Linked DNA regions of Oryzias latipes: region 2 is linked to region 1. The links are chromatin contacts, called in public Hi-C maps. All regions are on one chromosome and are shown on one strand. Each heading gives the region's core, a stretch centred on a gene start, on an enhancer-like site or on the middle of the called end of the contact. The rest is flanking DNA. Distances are from core to core; before and after follow the strand shown. Region 1 holds the start of rnf43 (E3 ubiquitin-protein ligase RNF43). Region 2 overlaps mtmr4 (myotubularin-related protein 4).

The links. A called contact is a pair of places that touch in the nucleus more often than the background predicts.
Region 2: a contact with region 1 is called in a Hi-C map of embryo, with 1.4 times the contacts expected there. The contact joins the enhancer-like site here to the promoter of rnf43 in region 1. A contact is called at or near these places in 2 of 5 Hi-C or Micro-C datasets (embryo and fibroblasts).

Annotation. Positions count from the first base shown.
Region 1 is chr14:20,436,574-20,442,454 of ASM223467v1, forward strand. It overlaps rnf43 (E3 ubiquitin-protein ligase RNF43), which reads left to right and starts at 4,083. Exons shown (of 9, transcript XM_023962313.1): 1 at 4,083-5,732. The coding sequence starts at 5,511. hsf5 (heat shock factor protein 5) reads left to right here and starts at 749. Exons shown (of 6, transcript XM_004076599.4): 1 at 749-1,008; 2 at 1,322-1,799; 3 at 1,875-2,159; 4 at 2,849-2,931; 5 at 3,031-3,327; 6 at 3,486-3,983. The coding sequence starts at 1,340. The coding sequence ends at 3,545.
Region 2 is chr14:20,585,482-20,591,265 of ASM223467v1, forward strand. mtmr4 (myotubularin-related protein 4) reads left to right here. Exons shown (of 20, transcript XM_023962308.1): 13 at 1-73; 14 at 156-341; 15 at 1,293-1,463; 16 at 1,583-1,737; 17 at 3,049-4,393; 18 at 4,506-4,616; 19 at 4,704-4,792. Among protein-coding and RNA genes, the nearest start is that of LOC101169059, 6.7 kb to the right of the region's middle. Within about 2 kb of position 3,565, at least 4 of the 8 cell types and tissues checked have an H3K27ac peak or open chromatin away from gene starts, as enhancers often do. A contact at or near this core is called in embryo, where this site is marked.

The DNA.
Region 1 (5,881 bases), core at 2,833-5,332:
ATACGACTGAGTTAAAGACCCTCTCCAATGAAAATTGTATTTTTAACATGTTCTTGTGTCATTTTCCTGATGATGGAGGTCATATAAAGAAAATTAGGATAAATCGTGGTGAATCAGGAGCAGACAAACAATGCCTGTATCTGTGACGTAGGTGCTAAAGTGTGAGAGCCAACCCATCCTGGTCTGCTCCATTTTGATGCATCCATTTGCAGACGACTAGATCCATGTAGGTCTATGTATTCCGCATCTGAGCTGGTATGAGGATCAAACCTATACAGCAGGATGGCTCTGACATTTCTCAATATTTTTGTTGCACAGCTAATGTTAGGTTGGGTTATAAGGGACTGGAAGTTAATGGGAGTATGTTTAAACAAGGAGATGATGGGAAATGAGGAAGGGCTTACTGCCCCCAACTTAGAGGTGAATTTCTAATGAACTGCTGCCGCTCTCCACAAACTTTGTCCTAAAAAACCAACAAAAGATTTTGGCTAAAAATGTCATAATCATCATTAAAAGATTTTACAATAATCAAATAATAATTACAATATAGTTGGTGATAATGAAAATAGTGACGAGACCTGTATGTCCTAATGATTAATTCTAGAAGTGTAGAAGGGGACAGTTATAGATTTTTAAAAATACACGTAAAAGAAAAAAGATTTTTCAGAAATAGATCTACCAACAGCTGATGGACAGAATTGTGGCATCGAGATATATCTATATATATCTTTTTAGCATGTTTCTGGGAGACATTTTAAGTTTAGTGAGAAGTTATTAAAACCTTTTTTTGAAACTGCTTTTTCACGGGACGCGTAGATGTTTAATTCTGACTCTAATACATTATCATTCATCTGAAACGTTTGGTGTACTTTTTATGATGAATCAAACCCATCAGTCAGTGAATTAGTGAAAAAATCCGTTAAAATAACAGTAGCTTGATGAAGCAGTAACTAACAGTCCTGCAGGAAAACGTTCCAACAGTTGAACGGTTTCCAGAGCAGCGATCAGGTGATTCTTTTCACTCCTTTTACATTCATTTTTATCAAATATTCTCACACCATAGATTCATCTACAATAATATTTATATTTGTTTTAAAATAGCAGAGGGTTAAATATGTGTGCTAGCTAAAAATGCTAACCGCTAAGTGCACGTTAGCGCCGTCAGGAGGGATTTAAAATGTTTCAAAGTTAATATTTAAAAAAAGATGGTTTAGATCGTGTTTTAATTTAGTTTCTTAATTATCAGCACGTTATTGAAACCACATGAGGTATCTGTATGTTATTTGAGCCGCATGGTAACGCGTGTTTTTTTATCCTCTAGACTATAAAGACTACAAACATGGACGAACACCGTTCCCTCCCTGATTCCATCAACCCCAATTATTTTCCAGCGAAACTCTGGAGTCTGGTGAACGACCCGGGAAATGAAGCCGTCTGCTGGGACAGCAGCGGCCAGATAATCATCATCAACCAGCAGCTCCTGGAGAGCCAGGTCCTGGCGTCCGGAGCCGCCCCCTACGCCGGCGCCTTCAAGACCACCAACTTCTCCAGCTTCGTCCGCCAGCTCAACCTGTACGGCTTCAGGAAGGTGGATCCCATGAGCCACGTGAAGCAGCAGGAGAGCGCCTTCTGTCATTATTTTTACAGCGCAAACTTTCAGCAAAACCGACCGGACCTGGTTGCGAGTCTCAGGAGGTTCACTGTGGGGAATAAAGCCAAGCTCCACGCCGGCGTGGAAGTGAAGACCCGGCTTCCCAGTCGACCTGGAGTGCGGGGAGGAGGTCAGCACGTGACCAAAGGTCAGAGAGCTCCATGAGTCATTCAGAAAAGAAACATCTACAGACTCCTGATGGTCATTGGTGTTTGGTTTGTAGAAAGCCTGTCCCTGCTCAGATCCGCCCAGCAGCTCCTGACCTTCTCACACAATTCTAGTCCAAGCCCGCCGCCCAAACAATACAGCGGAACGCCGATGCCACCAAAGTGCATGAAAAGGGTTTACTCTGCAGGTCTCTCCTCACCAGCTGACGCTGCAGGGACCTTGAACCCCTCCTGCACAGGTGTGCCTTCACCTGGCAAACTCCTGCACCATCATCAGGGTTTACTGACTCCAGCAAACCATGCTGGGAATGGCCTTTATCAACCTGGTTACTATCGGCCAGGTAAGGATGACACGCCAAAGACAGAAAAACTACAGACAGTCCCACTCAGGTCATCATTTGATGTATTGTCAAAGCGTTCTTAGAGGTATTTTAATTATGATTATGCCACTTTTAGCCGAAACCCCAAAACCTGTGTGGTTTTCTATAACATAGTATCTGCAGAGCAGCAGCAGTAGTTTATTAGAAATTCGCCTTTGAGTCGTGGCCGGGACAGTTGGCGCAGAGCAAGCCCCGCCCCACTTCCTGTCCCCCAACTGTTTCCATGCACTGGCTTTCAGTCTCTAACAACCCCAACCTAACACTACTGGTGCAACAGAAATGGTGAGCAATATTGCCGCTACCCAGTCGTACAGTTTTGATCCAGATTCCAGGTCAGACGAGGAAAACAAAGACCTACATGGATCTATTCGTCTACAAGTGGATGCATCATGGAGCGGAGCCGGGAGCTTGTGGCCTGCTGATTGTAGCTTCCATATCACTGCTTCGATCTTTTTTTCTTTTATGTCTGCTCCTGATTCACAATGACTTGAATAAAGAAATACTCAGAAATGTAATTATACACTTAATTTTATTTATATATGTCCTACATGATCAGAAAAATGCCATAAGAACATAGTCAAAACACTATTTTGATCAGAGTGGAACTGTTTAAAGACCTTTAATCTGACCTTTTCTTCTTATTTCTTGAGTTTGCCGCTGCTGCCACCCAGTCACCTCACCCCAAATACTGGGTCTTCAAACTGGGTTGTACTCCCCAAAAAACTATTACCAGGTACTGGAGGTCCAAACCCAAAAACTGTTGGATTCTGTGCATTGTTTACTCTGAACCAGCTTGTGCGCTAATAAAAATGTTTTATTTCCCCATTTTTAGGCTGGGTTTCCTGTAAAGAAAGCAAACACCAAAGGTTTAGAAGAAAAGGAGAACCAGGACGCAAAGATCTGTGACGTTAACTTGGACAAAGTTTTCCAAATTGCAGATGAGGTGATGCAGTCTTTCCCCAGCCCTCGTCTGGCTCCGGTTAAGACCCCTGTTGTTGTTTTGGCCCCTTCCTCCACCACAACAGCTGCTTTAGCAGCAAATGCATCCAGCAGCTCTGTGTTCAAACAGGAGGAAGCGTCTCCGCCCTCCCGCCTTCAGCAAACACCCAAGAGCGAGGAGGTTTTTCAGGTAGGCATCTGTAGCATCATCAGAAAGAAAAAGGCTTTCAGTAAATCTCCTTGTAATGTTACATCTGCTTAATGTGTGTTTATACAGTTTTAATTTATTGTACAGTCACAACATTATGTTTTTGCTCTAAATTGATCTCTTTTGTGTTTCTCTGAAAGGCTCTCGCTGGTCCTGCACCAGAAGAAGAAACCATAAACGTTGAGGTTTGCAACTCTTGAAGTAACTGCATTTCTTTGGTGACATCCTATCCCATCTCCTGTTTAGATCACAGCTTATTGATTAATTTTGGCTCAACAATTTGATTGGAGTTTTCCTATGACTTCACTTTTATGCATAATTACATCAGTCTGTTTCTACATATTTATTATTTGTTTATTTCTCCCACAAAGTTGTTACACTCTGTTCCAAATGCACATTAATGGTTGTGTAAATTCATCTCAATGGCACATTTTTAAGCTGTATTTTCTCATTTTAATCTTCTTGCAGTTTAAAAATGAATTGTAATTAGTTTCAAAAGGTGATTTGTTGGATGTTATAGTTTGTGAAAATATTGTTCCTCTACGAATTGTTTTCCTTGAGGTTTATCATTTCGCCTCCGGATTTGATAACTATTATAAAACATGTTGAAATGATTTGAAAATAAAACGTAAAATACATATTTCGGTTTATGTGTGACCGTTGCATGTCCATGTTTGGCCGCTAGGCGGAGCCTCTCAACCGTTTTCGGACGCGCAGCCTCTTCACAGCTCCGCCCAGCCTGCCTTAAAGTGTTGCGTTTGAGTGTACTCGGAAGCGGCGAACCTTTACCACATTTGGTTAATTATTCGGTTCTTAGAAAAAAAAAACAGCGGTCTTGCTTTGAAATGTATTTACAATGATAACTATAGAAATGGGAAAAGTTAAAGTATTATAAAGGTGGAATAAAGCTCCCAAGTACGTAAAAGCACATTTGCAACATTATTATACTGTATACGCGTTTTATGCATTGTGATTTATTTATTATATTTGGTCTTACGTGTCTTTATACAAATAGTTAACCTGATTTTTGTCATATTCAGTCATTCGATTTTCAGCGAAGTTTCCAAGAGAAGCGGGATGTCCGTTTGTACCTGAAGGCACCGGGACGACGAGCAGGTAGAGTGACAATGAGATCCCAGGGGAGCGACAGAGTCCTGGAGATAAACTTTTAAGGCGGTGTCATAACTGTACACGCCGTCTGTCCACGCTCTCGTCTTCAATCGGGAACTAAATGGAGGCTGGGGAACTTTTACATGAAACCTTCTGCACGCTTTCGTCCTCGAGCTCGTGCGCATTTTTCAATATACTGCGATTCATTTTCCGTCGGGGTTCCTTGAAGTCTCGGATCTAAGTTTTTTTCTTCAAAGCTGCACATTTTTTAGATAAAGGAGTAAGATCTTTATTTTATATAGTTTTCTATTATTAAAGGTGTTTACGCGCGGATTGAGCGCAGTTGACAGAGTTCAGTCGCGACTCTGTCTGTCTTATTACAAAGTAATAAGTGAAGCTGCGCTCGGTTTTCACTTTAAAAAGAGGGGAATGGAGTTGAAGAGGATATGCTTTGGTCGTTCTTCGTGAAAAAGCTCTTACACAACCCTCGCATGTGTTCGCCCGCGCGCCTCTGATCTGACCGGCGGCAACCTGTGGCCCGTTCTTTGAAGTTCAATTCATCGCTCCCACCGAGGATTTACCGCCGGTCTGCGGAGCCCCGGAGCCCCGGAGCCGGCCTCTGTCGACGCCTGATGCGGGAAGGGTCACGCAGCAGCACGGAGACAAACACGGTCCACAAAGCTCCCTGAACTCCTTGTTGCGCCTCGGTTCGGGTCCACCAGCCCTCACACTATGACACTGGATCCTAGCTCATTAGAGCCCGTCTTATCACGGAACATCTCCTCTTCCGAGCATTAACTCTGGTGCTGGATGGAAGTTCTGGGACCTTGGGGTTCTTCTGGAGGATCTCCGGTCCTGAAGATTTTGGATTATATCAGTAAAGTAGTCCATTCGAGGGGAAACTGAAGTGCGTGCACCTGCGCGCACGCGTCCTCGACCCCCCCCCCCCCCCATTTTTTTTTCTTCTTCTTCTTTTTTTTTTTTTTTAACCCGCAGTGCTCGCCTGCTTTGAAGTCCACCATGTGCGGCCGGGCACCGCCGCCACAGCCGAGGCCATGACCGTCCACCCGCGGCGCCTGGCCGGGCTCTGGCCGTGGCTGCTCATGGCGGCCCTGCAGGTGGTGCTGGGCCAGCCGGGCCTGGAGTCCGAGCACCCGCTCCTCCGAGCGCTCATCAAGGTGACTCTGCTGAAGCACGAGGCCACGGGGAAGCCCATCGTCGTGGAGGGACTATTCGTGGGAGGTAGCGCCGGGAAAGCGGAGGGAAGACTGATGCAGGTAAGACTCACCTGGATCAGACCTGACAGCGTCACGCGCCCAACATATCATATGTGACCAAAGCTTCCAGCTTAAATAAACAGTTTATTTCTTTTAATGAAAACACGTGGGTTCTTGGAGCAGTCTGTGTTTTTGGCGCCATGTGTTTC
Region 2 (5,784 bases), core at 2,315-4,814, 150 kb after region 1:
CGGGTGGGACCGCACACCGCAGATAGTAGCCCTAGCCAAGATTCTGCTGGACCCGTATTACAGAACTTTAGAGGTAAGCACGCCTGGTTTGAGGGTTTTGGGGGTTTTTTTGTGTTTTTTTTACAGAATCATCAGAGCCCCGTGAATGTTCTCAGGGTTTCCAGGTGCTGGTGGAGACAGAGTGGTTGGACTTTGGTCATAAGTTCGGGGACCGCTGTGGCCACCAGGAGAGCGCGGATGATGTGAGCGAGCAGTGTCCTGTCTTCCTGCAGTGGCTGGACTGTGTCCACCAGCTGCTCAAACAGTTCCCCTGCCTGTTTGAGTACAACGAGGCCTTCCTGGTGAGTGCTTTTCCAGGCCCTGCCTTTGAGAAACGACCTCAGCAGACGTTTTTAGGAATACTCTAAACCAGAGGTGGGCAAACTATGGCCCGGGGGCAATATATACCCTGAAGTACATTATATTGGTAATCCTTGTTAATGTTTTGTTTGGATGCAAGAAGTTATCCTGCATTCATGTGCTGTTGGTAGATTTGTTGTTTTTCTGATGTTATTGTGTTTTCCCAGTCAAACAGTCATTTTTCCTATCATTCCAATACCACACGAAGACACAGCATTTATCCAAGTTTGCGTTTTTTTTTCCCTGAGAGACATCACCCGAGAAATCCAATTGGCACTAAAATGAGAATAAAAGCCACAATTTTGAATAAAAACTCCAATGTTTTTTTTTAATATATATATATATCTATTTCCAATCCAAATTAAAGCATGTTTTCATCCAGATTGCCTGTCATTTCTGTCTTTTAAGAGGTGGATTACCAAAACACTCCACCATCTGCTCTTCATTCGGCGCTTCTGTCCATTTTTTAGAACCTTTGGTGGCCCACGGATCAAAAGGTTTGCCAGCCCCTGCTATAAAACAAAAATGTAGTTTTAAAAAAAAAAAAGCAGTTTACATGGCGTATACTTGTATAGCGCTTTTCTACCTACAAGGCCCTTTACAGCGCTTTACAGTCCCAGACCCATTCACCCAGTCACACACACATTCACACTCCGCTGCCGAACAATGGCGCCAGCCTACCACCAGAGGCAAGGTGGGGTTCAGTGTCTTTACCAAGAATACTTCGACACAGGGGGTGTGCAAGGCGGGAATCGAACCTGCAATATTACGATCATGGGTCAACTGCCCTACCGCTGCACCACGTTGTTGCGGTTCATCTGCTGTGATTGGTAAACAGCAGATGAATTTTTGAAACAGCCTGACTTGACGCGTCTTATCTTTGTGCGGTTTAGGTCAAGCTGGTGCAGCACACCTACTCCTGTCTCTATGGCACCTTTCTGTGCAACAACGCCCGCGAGAGGGAGGCCAAGAACATCTATAAGCGCACCTGCTCTGTGTGGTCCCTGCTGCGCACCGGAAACAAGAACTTCCAGAACTTCCTCTACATCCCCAGCCATGACACGGTACCCCCACCCTCCCACCCCCCCCATTTTACAACAAACGGCAGGCTGTGATTTCCAGCTTGAATGCTCAGAATTGTTGATTTCTCCTGAAGTCGTCCGCGTCTCTGTTCATCTGTCAGGTGCTGCAGCCTGTCTGCCACACTCGGGCACTACAGCTGTGGACAGCTGTGTACCTGCCCACCTCCTCCCCCTGCACGGCTGTGGATGAGTCTGTGGAGCTCTACCTCCCCCCGTGCATCGCAGGAGAGGAACTCACCTCCCGCTCGCTGGACAGGTATGTCTGCAGAGGGCATGGCTGTGTCGCCGATCATCTGTGTCGGCAGTTTTTGGTTTGTCAAAATACAACAGGCTGTTTCCAAAGTTATTTTTGTAGGCCTTTAGCGAAATCACAGTAGCTGCTTAAAGACCACTCTGATGAAAATGATGTTCTTTAGTATTTTTAACATGCTCTTATTGCAATTTTATGACGATTGAGGACAAATATGAAGAAAATAAAACTAAAATTTGTGTTTGAGAATTTCTTTATTTCAATTTTTGTGAATCAGAAGCAGACAAAAAAATACTGTTGAAAAAGAGCGTATTTTTGATGTAGAAAATATAGTCAGCAGGCCACAAACTCCAGTACTGCTCCATTCTGATGCACTTTCCATTTTCAGATTAATACATTATATATAGATCATTTTTTACTCGCCCGGGGAGTAGGTTAGTGTTGAATCGCCACTTTCAGAAACTATGTCCTAGAAAACAACAAAAGTTTATTGATTTTTGGCTAAAAATCGCATAATCATAATTAAAAGACCACTGGAAAACCTTTATATGATCAGAGTGGGACTTCAGGCTGAGATTTCTGAAGACTCAGACTGCCCTCTAGTGCCCACAATTGAGAATCGATATTATTACTGCACATGTGAGTGGTAGGGGTATAACATGTATGTATTATATTTATTTTAACAACTTTCTATTTGGGTTCATTTTGAATGATCTGATTCGATCCAATTCACTGGCCTAAAATGGATCCAGGACATCTTTAGCCAAAACTTCAACCAGTGTGACTCAGAGAAATACCTGAATACTGAACAGTGCAGTTTTCCAGATTTCTTGTATTTCCTTTAAAATAATCAAAAGTAAATTAAATCTGTACAAACAAACAAGTAAGCAAGAAAAAATGTCAAATCCATTCACATTTTGTTTTACCGCATTAAAGAATCCAAAGGGAACATTATTTCTAGCACACTGTGTGGTCACATGACTTTGCTGAATTCAAAGTGTTTCCACTCATTGGACTGGAATGATGGACTGATCAGTTTTTGCTGACATCACATGTTTGTTGTCTGCTGTGATGCACTTGGTCATTTTTACAGTAAATCAAACTTACAATGCCTCAGTCCGTATGGTATTTTCCTGTATCGATTTGATTATCAGTTTTAAAACTATTTTTTAATGATATCAGTCAATTCTTCTCTGACTCCGACAGATTGATCTGCTTTGAATAGAAATTGATTTATTGGTTAATCAATTACTTGTTACACCCCTAGTAAAGGGTATTTATACATTTCCTGTTTTTGTGTTCATCCCTGTTATCCAGGCTTCCTAAAACACGCTCCATGGACAACCTATTGTCTGCCTTCGAGAACGGCACGCCCCTGACTCGTACATCAAGTGACCCTAATCTGAACAAACACTGCCAGGAGGACCGCGGTGCAGCCGAGGCCTCGTCGGCCTTGTCTGCGCACGGCTCTGATGACCCAGAGGAAGATCAGTCTGACCATCCGAGTCCCACCCAGACTGCCGTGGTTGTCCCGTGGGCAGAGGACCCTGAAGACGGACGGGCGGAGCCTTGTCTCACCACACAGCCACTGCCCTCTCCACCCCTCCCCTCCGTCAGTCGGGACTCGCACACCTCCTGCTCCACTCCTGTCCTCCACCAAGCTTTAGCTCACGTCACCGACCTTCCACTCCCTCCACCTCTGGAGGCTGAGAGCCCCTGCAGGACTGCTGACGGCGCTGTGCCCCCCACTCTGGACTCAGAGCCATGCTTACCTCTCCCCTGCAAGAACGCCCACCCAGCAGCCAATACCCCCACCCTGCTGCTCAACGGACACTCAGATGCAAATGCTGTTGCTGACTCTGCTGTGAAGCAGCCAACCCCTCTCCCCATGGAGGACTCCACTGAGACTGTCACTGGGGAAGCAGAAGCCCCTCCCACTCCCCCACCCCCCACCCTACCTTCCACAGCCTCAGGTCTTCCACAGGAGGAGCCGCCCAAACCACAGACTCAAGTTTACCCCCACAGACAGACGGAGGAGCCGATGAAAGGCAAAGGGGGGGACAGCGCCCAGCTGTCGGCCCGCCCCCTGCTCTGTCAGAACCCGCTGTCAGAGCTGTCCCTCCTGGGATCCCACTGGGACAGTGTCCACGGTCTGGTCCAGTCCGCCTGCAGTCACCCCGGAGTGAGCCGGGCACTGCAGCCCAACACCTACCAGTCCCGCCGGCTCGCCACCAAACTCCTGCATGCGCACGGCTTGACTGTGGGGGGCGGGTCTCAGTGCTCGCGCAGGGAGGCGCTCTGCTGTCCCAGCAGCCCTGTGCAGGTGGGGTGGCCCTCTGCTGCCAGGAGCTACAACGGCCTTTGCGTACCCGCCATGGCTACCTTAAACAGCTACTCACTAGCAGCCCACCAGTTCCAGCTGGCCTCCTTTTTTTCAGCCTCGAGCTCCCCTCCTCCCCCACAAGCGCCAGCCTACCTGGATGACGACGGGCTGCCGGTGCCGCTGGACGCCGTGCAGCAGCGGCTGCGGCAGATCGAGGCGGGGTACAAACAGGAAGTGGAGGTGCTACGGCAGCAGGTGAGGCAGCTGCAGATGAGGCTGGAGAGCAAACAGTACGGAACCCCCCCCTCAGAGCCGGACATCGACTACGAGGATGACATCGTGAGTATCCTTCCTTCTGTAATGATGAGCATGTTTCCTCAGTGAAGCTGCTTTAGACGGGAAGTGGTCAGTCAGTCAGTCAGTCACTCTGCTGCTCTCTGCTGGTGATCAGACGTGTCTGCGGGAGTCGGACAACAGCAACGAGGAGGACTCCCTGTCCACCCACAGCGAGGACCGTCTGTCTGAGGGAAGCTGGGACCGAGTGGAGCGCAAAGATGCAGAGGTCAGCAACCCCCCCCCACTAAGCCACTGCCTCTGTTTGGGGCGCATCCTGATGTGTGTGTGTGTGTGTGTGTGTGTGTCTGTGCAGGTCACCAGGTGGGTCCCCGACCACATGGCTTCCCACTGCTTCAGCTGCGACTCTGAGTTCTGGATGGCTAAGCGGCGTCATCACTGCAGGTGAACCCTTTTCCCTGTAATGACGGCCTCACGGAAACATCAGCAGCCGCAGACAAACCTGCAGAAAGATGACAAACATAAGCACAGTTCGCACAGACAGCATAAATCAGGGCTTTAGGGTGAAGTCTCAGCAGCAGACAGTTGGCCTAGAAACAGAAAAAGAATGTTCTGTTTGCCTATTTTTAGAATAGAAGCTGCTGCTCCTTTCTGACAGTTGCTAGTTTACTTTTAGTGTAGATTTCTATTATTCCTCTTTTTGTCCTTTAAAGACTAAGGCTGAGTTCCTTTTTTGTTTTAAAATATTTTAATGAACCACATCAAAATAGAAAATTGCCACTCCAGCACAGTTGCACTAATTTACACCTTTGTTTTCTCTTATTTCATTAAAGTGGCTCTTGATCATCTTCTAATCTATTGTTAAAACGTTTCCAGTGGTATTGTAAATATGATTCTGCTGTTTTTAGGCAAAATCAAAAAAAACCTGTGTTGTTCTTTAGCACATAGTTTCTGCAGAGCGGCAGAAATTTGCATCCCCAAAAATACGGGACCAAGAGAAGACATTTCATCTTGAAAGGCAAATCATAGATGCCAATAATAGACTGAATGTCTGCCTGCTTCATTACTGTAACACATTGATGCTTATTTAGCTTTGTGAAACATATTCAGATAACCATAAAGAACATCCTACAACTCAACTCAACACTTTTTATCACTAAAAATCACTGAATCCGTTAAATTCTTCATCTTCTACTGAGCGCAGCTTCTTCTTCAGCCTTGCTGTCAGTAGCAAACACTGACACACCTACAGTGCCCTCTAGTGGTTGTTGCTATTTATTTTTGCACCCACAGCCAAACTGCCAAAAAATGACTTGTGCCCAAAAATACTGTAATTTTCCTTATATATGTCCTTCACCATCAGAGAAATACTACAAGAACATGTTAAACACACAGTTTTAACAGAGTCGGACCGAGATATTCTAACCTAGAACCAG